2 separate regions of the Mus musculus genome follow, and region 1 is linked to region 2. Evidence: chromatin contacts called from public HiChIP or PLAC-seq data. All regions are on one chromosome and are shown on one strand. Each heading gives the region's core, a stretch centred on a gene start, on an enhancer-like site or on the middle of the called end of the contact. The rest is flanking DNA. Distances are from core to core; before and after follow the strand shown.

Region 1 (2,778 bases), core at 117-2,616, 300 kb after region 2:
ATTTCTGATCCCCTTCTGTATCCCTCTAGTACCAGGATCATAGGTTCAAGCTGCCTTATCCAGTACACATGGCGTGAGCCCAGGGCTTCCTACACTGGGCACTACTCTCACCAAGTTCCATCACCTCTATCCAGCCTGCATTCAGAATCATTTTTATTCAGGTGAGATTGGACCTGGGCAGGTGTGCATCATGTCTCTCACAGGTGCCTGCTACCCCAGCAAGTGAGGTTTCCCTTCTCACCCAGAGCTGCTCTGAGTGAGTAGCAGCTCCCATGCACCCTTCTGTGCTATGGCCCCAGTCAGTCCCCGCCACTGGGCTTAAGAACCTTCCTGTGTAAATCCTGTTCCTGAATGGGTTTCTGATGTAGGAGCTGATAAAATCAATCTGCTTTCCCCGAAAGTTGTGCAATGCACACACCAGCCTAAGTATTGGGAGTAGCCTTTCAGGCCAGCACAGGACAGATGGCCCAGTCCATCTGCCCCCACAGTGGCAGGACCTTGGTATGCAGGCTGCTACTGGTGTTCAGGCACCACCCAAACTGGTTGTCTGTGGCTCCCAAGCATTTACAAAAGTTTCCAGTTTCACCCTATTTTGCTGTTCGGAGCCATGCTTTGGAGGCCTTATGTGAGCCGATCCCTCTGTCCTGCTATGCTTTGAGCACCAGCACCCTGTACCACTTCTCCTGTAGAGAGCTCCCTAATTAGGCACATGGCTTTCCACACGGGGAGTCTCAGGTGGCCTCTGGGTCCTGCTCTGTGCTTAGGGGTTCCCTGGGCACAGCTGGAGTCTGCTGTTGGCATCATCGTGCTCCACCGGGTACTCAGAAATGAGAGTCCTCATTCTTAGCAAACCCCAATCTGGATACACAAAGCTTTCTGAGTGTTCTTTCTCCATGTTCAACCATGGAGAGTTCAAGGCTGGCTTATCATCTACCTAGCCACCAGATAGTCAGGATCCAGGAGGAGCTCAAAGAGTCATTTCCAATAGGGGAGATGTCTCAGGGTAGGGGGTCTCAGAGCCTGAGGATGGTGACCCTGGAACAACAAAGTTTACACCCTGGTCCCCCTCCCTCCTTACTTCCCTGGTCTGGTCTCCTTGATTAAACGCTGAGATTAAACACACCAACTTGTCTGAGCATCAGCTGACCCAGCTAAAGAACCCTTGTCTGTGGAGAGTCGTGCGGGCATAGAGTGGTGGCAGACACACTGTGTGCAGGTTTAGTCCCAGGGAGTGCCTGGTGGGGACGCTCACTCCTAAGCTTTCCATGAGAGTTCCTGCTTTCTTCTCTCTCCTCCTCCTTCCCCCGGCTCCCTCCCTCCTCCCTTCTCTCTGCCATCTCGCCAGAGTGCTGGCTCCCAGCATGCCATGCGTGCGCGCTGACAGCCTTATAAATAGTCGCCTTTGCAGGCGGCTGAGAGGACAGGCAGGGCACTCACTGGCCCCAGCGCCCACCACACCCTCCCCCAGGTCAGTGTGTGTCTGCTCCATTGTCTGCCCGCGTGGAAGCCTCTAAGAGGTGTGGGGAGACATCACCTGTGGGAAGGTGGGGTTGCTGGTATCAGGCTACCCTTGGGTTCTGTGTGTCTTGAATGTTTGTATCCATGGTTATGAGCTGTGTGTGTTTGCATGTGTATCCTATCAGCTATCAGCTCTGGGTGCATGTACCCTGTGGCAATGTGTGTGCATGTGTGCTCAAGTGTGTGTGTGTGTGTGTGTGTCCTGGTACTCTCAGCTTCCCAGACCCTCTTTGTCCCAGCTGGTATTCCTGGGGCTTCAGTTCCACCCATGCCCTTGGCAATTCTGTGCTGAGGCCCTAAGGGACAAGGGAAGGACAGAGGCCTATCTCCTTGTCCCAGAGGACCTGGATAGGGTCAGCCTGTGTGTTCACAAGAATTGTAATGCCACCAAGTGTTGTGAGGATCTGGGGCTCCTGGATGTTGGAGCTCTGCCAGCACCTCCTGCCCAATCAGGGGCTCCGCAGGAACCCTCCTGCCTGACTCACAGGTCCACTCAGCTTACCCAGGATGCTTCAGCATCAGCAAGGCTGGCCAGAGAGGGGACATCAGCTGCCCAAGGTCACACAGCTGAGTGATAGGGTTTGACTTGAACCCTGTCTGATAGCTAGCCTCTATGAGGGCTTTTGCTGAGCAAGCACCTGGGACAAACAGGCATAGAGATTGGGGAAGTGTGTCCCCTGGGGCCTCTGCTCCTTGAGCCACCTAGAAGACAGTCATATTAGGAGCACTGGGGCCCTGACCCAGGGAACCTTATAAGGCCTGGCTGCGTAGTCCTGTAACCTTACTCTTGTCTGGGACCCCTGGCTTTCCGGAGGCCTCCTCACGACCCAAGTTATTTTAGACCAAAGAAGCAGGTGTCTGTGGGACAGAGGGACTCAGGTTACCAGGAGGGGTGGGGCATGTAGAGGGGAGTGATCTCCTAGGACATGCTGGTGGCTGTCCAGGCCCTGGGACACTCCTCCCCCCCTGGGCAGCTGCCGAAGGACTTGGCAGCCCCATGCCTCCTCCTGCACACTCTGTAGGCTTAGAGGCTGCAGCTCAGGCCATGGGTCTCAAGGTTCTTGTGTGTTTGGGGGTGCCAGGCTTGAGCTTGACCCCAGCCAGAGTCTGGAGCTAGTCTGTGTCCCTCCCCCAAGCCCAATTCCCTCCCCAGATGGCAGGCAGGGTGGAATGAGAGTCCCAGGCCAGTGCTATCCTCTGCCAGGCCCAATCAGGGACAGGAACAAGATCCATGGTGCTAATGAGTGTCCTGACACCTTA
Region 2 (2,719 bases), core at 217-2,716:
TAATAAAACAGTCTTAAAATATGCAAAAATTGTCCACCCTTGTTCATAAAGAGCTCCTAGTCAAATCAGAAATATCTCCCCCCAACTTCTTTTTTTTAGAGACAGGGTTTCTCTGTGTAGCCCTGGCTGTCCTGGAACTCACTTCATAGACCAGGCTGGCCTCGAACTCAGAAATCCACCTGCCTCTGCCTCCCAAGTGCTGGGATTAAAGGCGTGCACCACCACGCCCAGCAGATCTTTCTTAACCCTAATGAATAGTAAGTGTTAATAAAGGTTAGGATAGCATGTGCATAGGAAGATGGAACTGTAGCTCTTTTTTTTTTTTACTTTTGAAAAGATTTACGGATTATTATTTATGTTATGTGTATGGATGTTTTGTCTGCATGCCTCTGTATGCATCACTTACATACAGTGCCTCCAGAGGCCAGAAGAGGGCGTCCAGTCACCTAAAACTGGAGTTACAGGTGGTTGTGGGCTGCCATGTCGGTTCTGGGAACCAAACCCTGGCAGCCAGTCAGTGCTCTTAATCTCTGAGCCATCTCCCCAGACCCAGCGCTGTAACTCTTGTTTTTGTACTGTGGTGGATGGAACACAGTTACCTACATAAGTGAGGCAGGAGCTGCTGTGAGTAATTAGTGTTACTTGTGGAAGGTGACCTGGTAATGCTTAACATTAAAGTTAACCTTTCTAGAACTGTATCTCAGATAAGCTCATCGAATAATCAAAGATCTAGGAGCCAGAGCGTCCAAGGTGGGTAAAGTTCTCTCTCTCTCTCTCTCTCTCTCTCTCTCTCTCTCACACACACACACACACACACACACATACACAAGATGTTTATGTTCACTGCCCAGGCTAGTCTTGAACTCTGGGGTGTAAGTGCTCCTCCAACCTCAGTCTTCCCAGTACCCAGTACCAGGGACAATAGGCCTATGTCTACAAGCTTGGGTGTGGTATAATTTGTAATGGAAGAAATTTGGGAACAAGGCAATGACCATTAGAAAGTGAAATAGATTAGGTGGCCTGACAATGAAAGACTCTATAGATGTTCAAAAGCATAGGAAAATTCTAGACTGTTGTGGAGAAACACAACACACACACACACACACACACACACACACTACAAATTCTGAAGTGTGACGATACTTGTATTTGGGTCTTTTGTTTTGCTGTGGTTTGTTTTGGTTTGGTTTATGAGACAGGGTCTTACATAGCCCAAGTCTGGCTTCAAATTCTTTAGGTAGCTGAGGCTAGCTTTGAGTGCCTGATCTTTCTGCCTCCACCTCCAAAGAGCTGGGGTTCCAGGCAAATGCCACCACGTCCAGCCTTGAGTCTTGATGAAAGTGACTGCTGGGTCCACCCCTAAGTCCTCTTCCTCCCTTCCTGTGAGCTGGGGCCTGTCCTTCCTGAGGCGGACATTCTGCTGAGGAAGCACTTCTGGACCTGAAGGACTGGCGAACACAAATTACACTGAAGTGAGTCACTCCTTCAGCATGTCAGAGAGCCAGCAGATGCTCAATAGTGTGAGTGTTGTTGAGAGAAAGGCACAATGCACCGGAAGAATATGGTTCCTAGAGGTAGCGCTGAAGCTGGGGGTGTGGCTCAGGTGACAGCGTCCTTGCCTAGCACGCAGGAAGCCCTGGCTTCACTCTCTAACAAACACCACATAAAGTGGGCATGGTGGCTCATTCCTGTAATCTGAGCATTCATAGGGGAGGAGCAGGAGGAGTAGGACTGCAAGTTTATCCTCTGCTACGTAGTGAATTCAAAGCAGCCTGGGCTATGTAAGTCCTAACACTCACACATACACAGTTGGAGGGACACAGTTGGAGGGGGACAGTTGGAGGGAGAGAGGAATGGAGGGGAGAAGGAGGTGGGATGCTGGGTAGCATCACACTGAAGTGATTTGTGGGCAGACGTGGGTGAGAGCGGTGTGTATACCGCGTGTGCACATGGAGATCAGAAGATAATAACCATGGCTTTCCTTGCTTGCCGGCTACCTTGGTTGAGACAAGGTCTCTTGCTATTTACCGTTGCACACACCAAGCTAGCTGGACCTTGGGCTTCCTGGGGTTCTCATGCTCTCCCCCCCCACCCCCCCGAAGAAAGTTATCAAGACAGGATCCCTCTATGTAGTCCTGGCTGTCCTGGGACTTGCTACTTGCTATCTGGCCTCAAATTCAGAGCGATCCTCTTTCACCTTCTTACGCCACTTTCCAGGAATCCTGGAACACAGCTGTTCCTAAGGACATTTGGCATAATAAGGACTTAAAAACATGAAAGAGAACCAAGGATACATGGTGGAGAAGGGATATGCACGAGGACATGGGTGGGGTGAGGGAACAGGAAGGTGGAGCACCAAGGTAAGTTTAGAGAGGTAACAGACAATCAAAGAGTGGGTAAGTGGTGCCGGCCTTTAATCCCAGCCCTTGGGAGGTAGAGGCAGGCGGATCTCTGAGTCTGAGGCCAGCCTGGTCTACAGAGTGAGTTCCAGGCTACATAGTGAGACCCTGTTCTGAGCCTCAGGAGGCCCAAATATCTCTGCTCTTCCCAAAGACAACATCTGGTGTCTAAATCTGTGAATGAATGAATATTTCAGAAACAGAAATGCAAAAGGTGGATCGGCTGTGAGGGCCCAAGGCCAGCCAGAGACTTAGCAAACAGACAGACAGACAGACAGACAGAGGAAGGCCTCAGGGGGATGGCTGCACAGACCACCAGG

Evidence for each region. HiChIP or PLAC-seq counts read pairs in DNA pulled down with a chosen protein or histone mark.
Region 1: an HNF4G HiChIP or PLAC-seq map of pancreatic cancer cells shows a contact between it and region 2. The contact joins the promoter of Ak1 here to the enhancer-like site in region 2. A contact is called at or near these places in 2 of 39 promoter capture datasets (both in liver), 1 of 484 Hi-C or Micro-C datasets (embryonic stem cells), 4 of 115 datasets of contacts at active chromatin or transcription factors (embryonic limb bud, embryonic stem cells and pancreatic cancer cells) and 2 of 9 other capture datasets (liver and pancreatic islet).

What each region holds. Positions count from the first base shown.
Region 1 is chr2:32,624,071-32,626,848 of GRCm38.p6, forward strand. It overlaps Ak1 (adenylate kinase 1), which reads left to right and starts at 1,367. Exons shown (of 7, transcript NM_001198791.1): 1 at 1,367-1,468.
Region 2 is chr2:32,324,090-32,326,808 of GRCm38.p6, forward strand. The region is part of intron 11 of Dnm1 (dynamin 1); the gene reads right to left. Among named protein-coding and RNA genes, the nearest start is that of Mir199b, 7.0 kb to the left of the region's middle. Within about 2 kb of position 1,467, at least 56 of the 459 cell types and tissues checked have an H3K27ac peak or open chromatin away from gene starts, as enhancers often do. A contact at or near this core is called in pancreatic cancer cells, where this site is marked.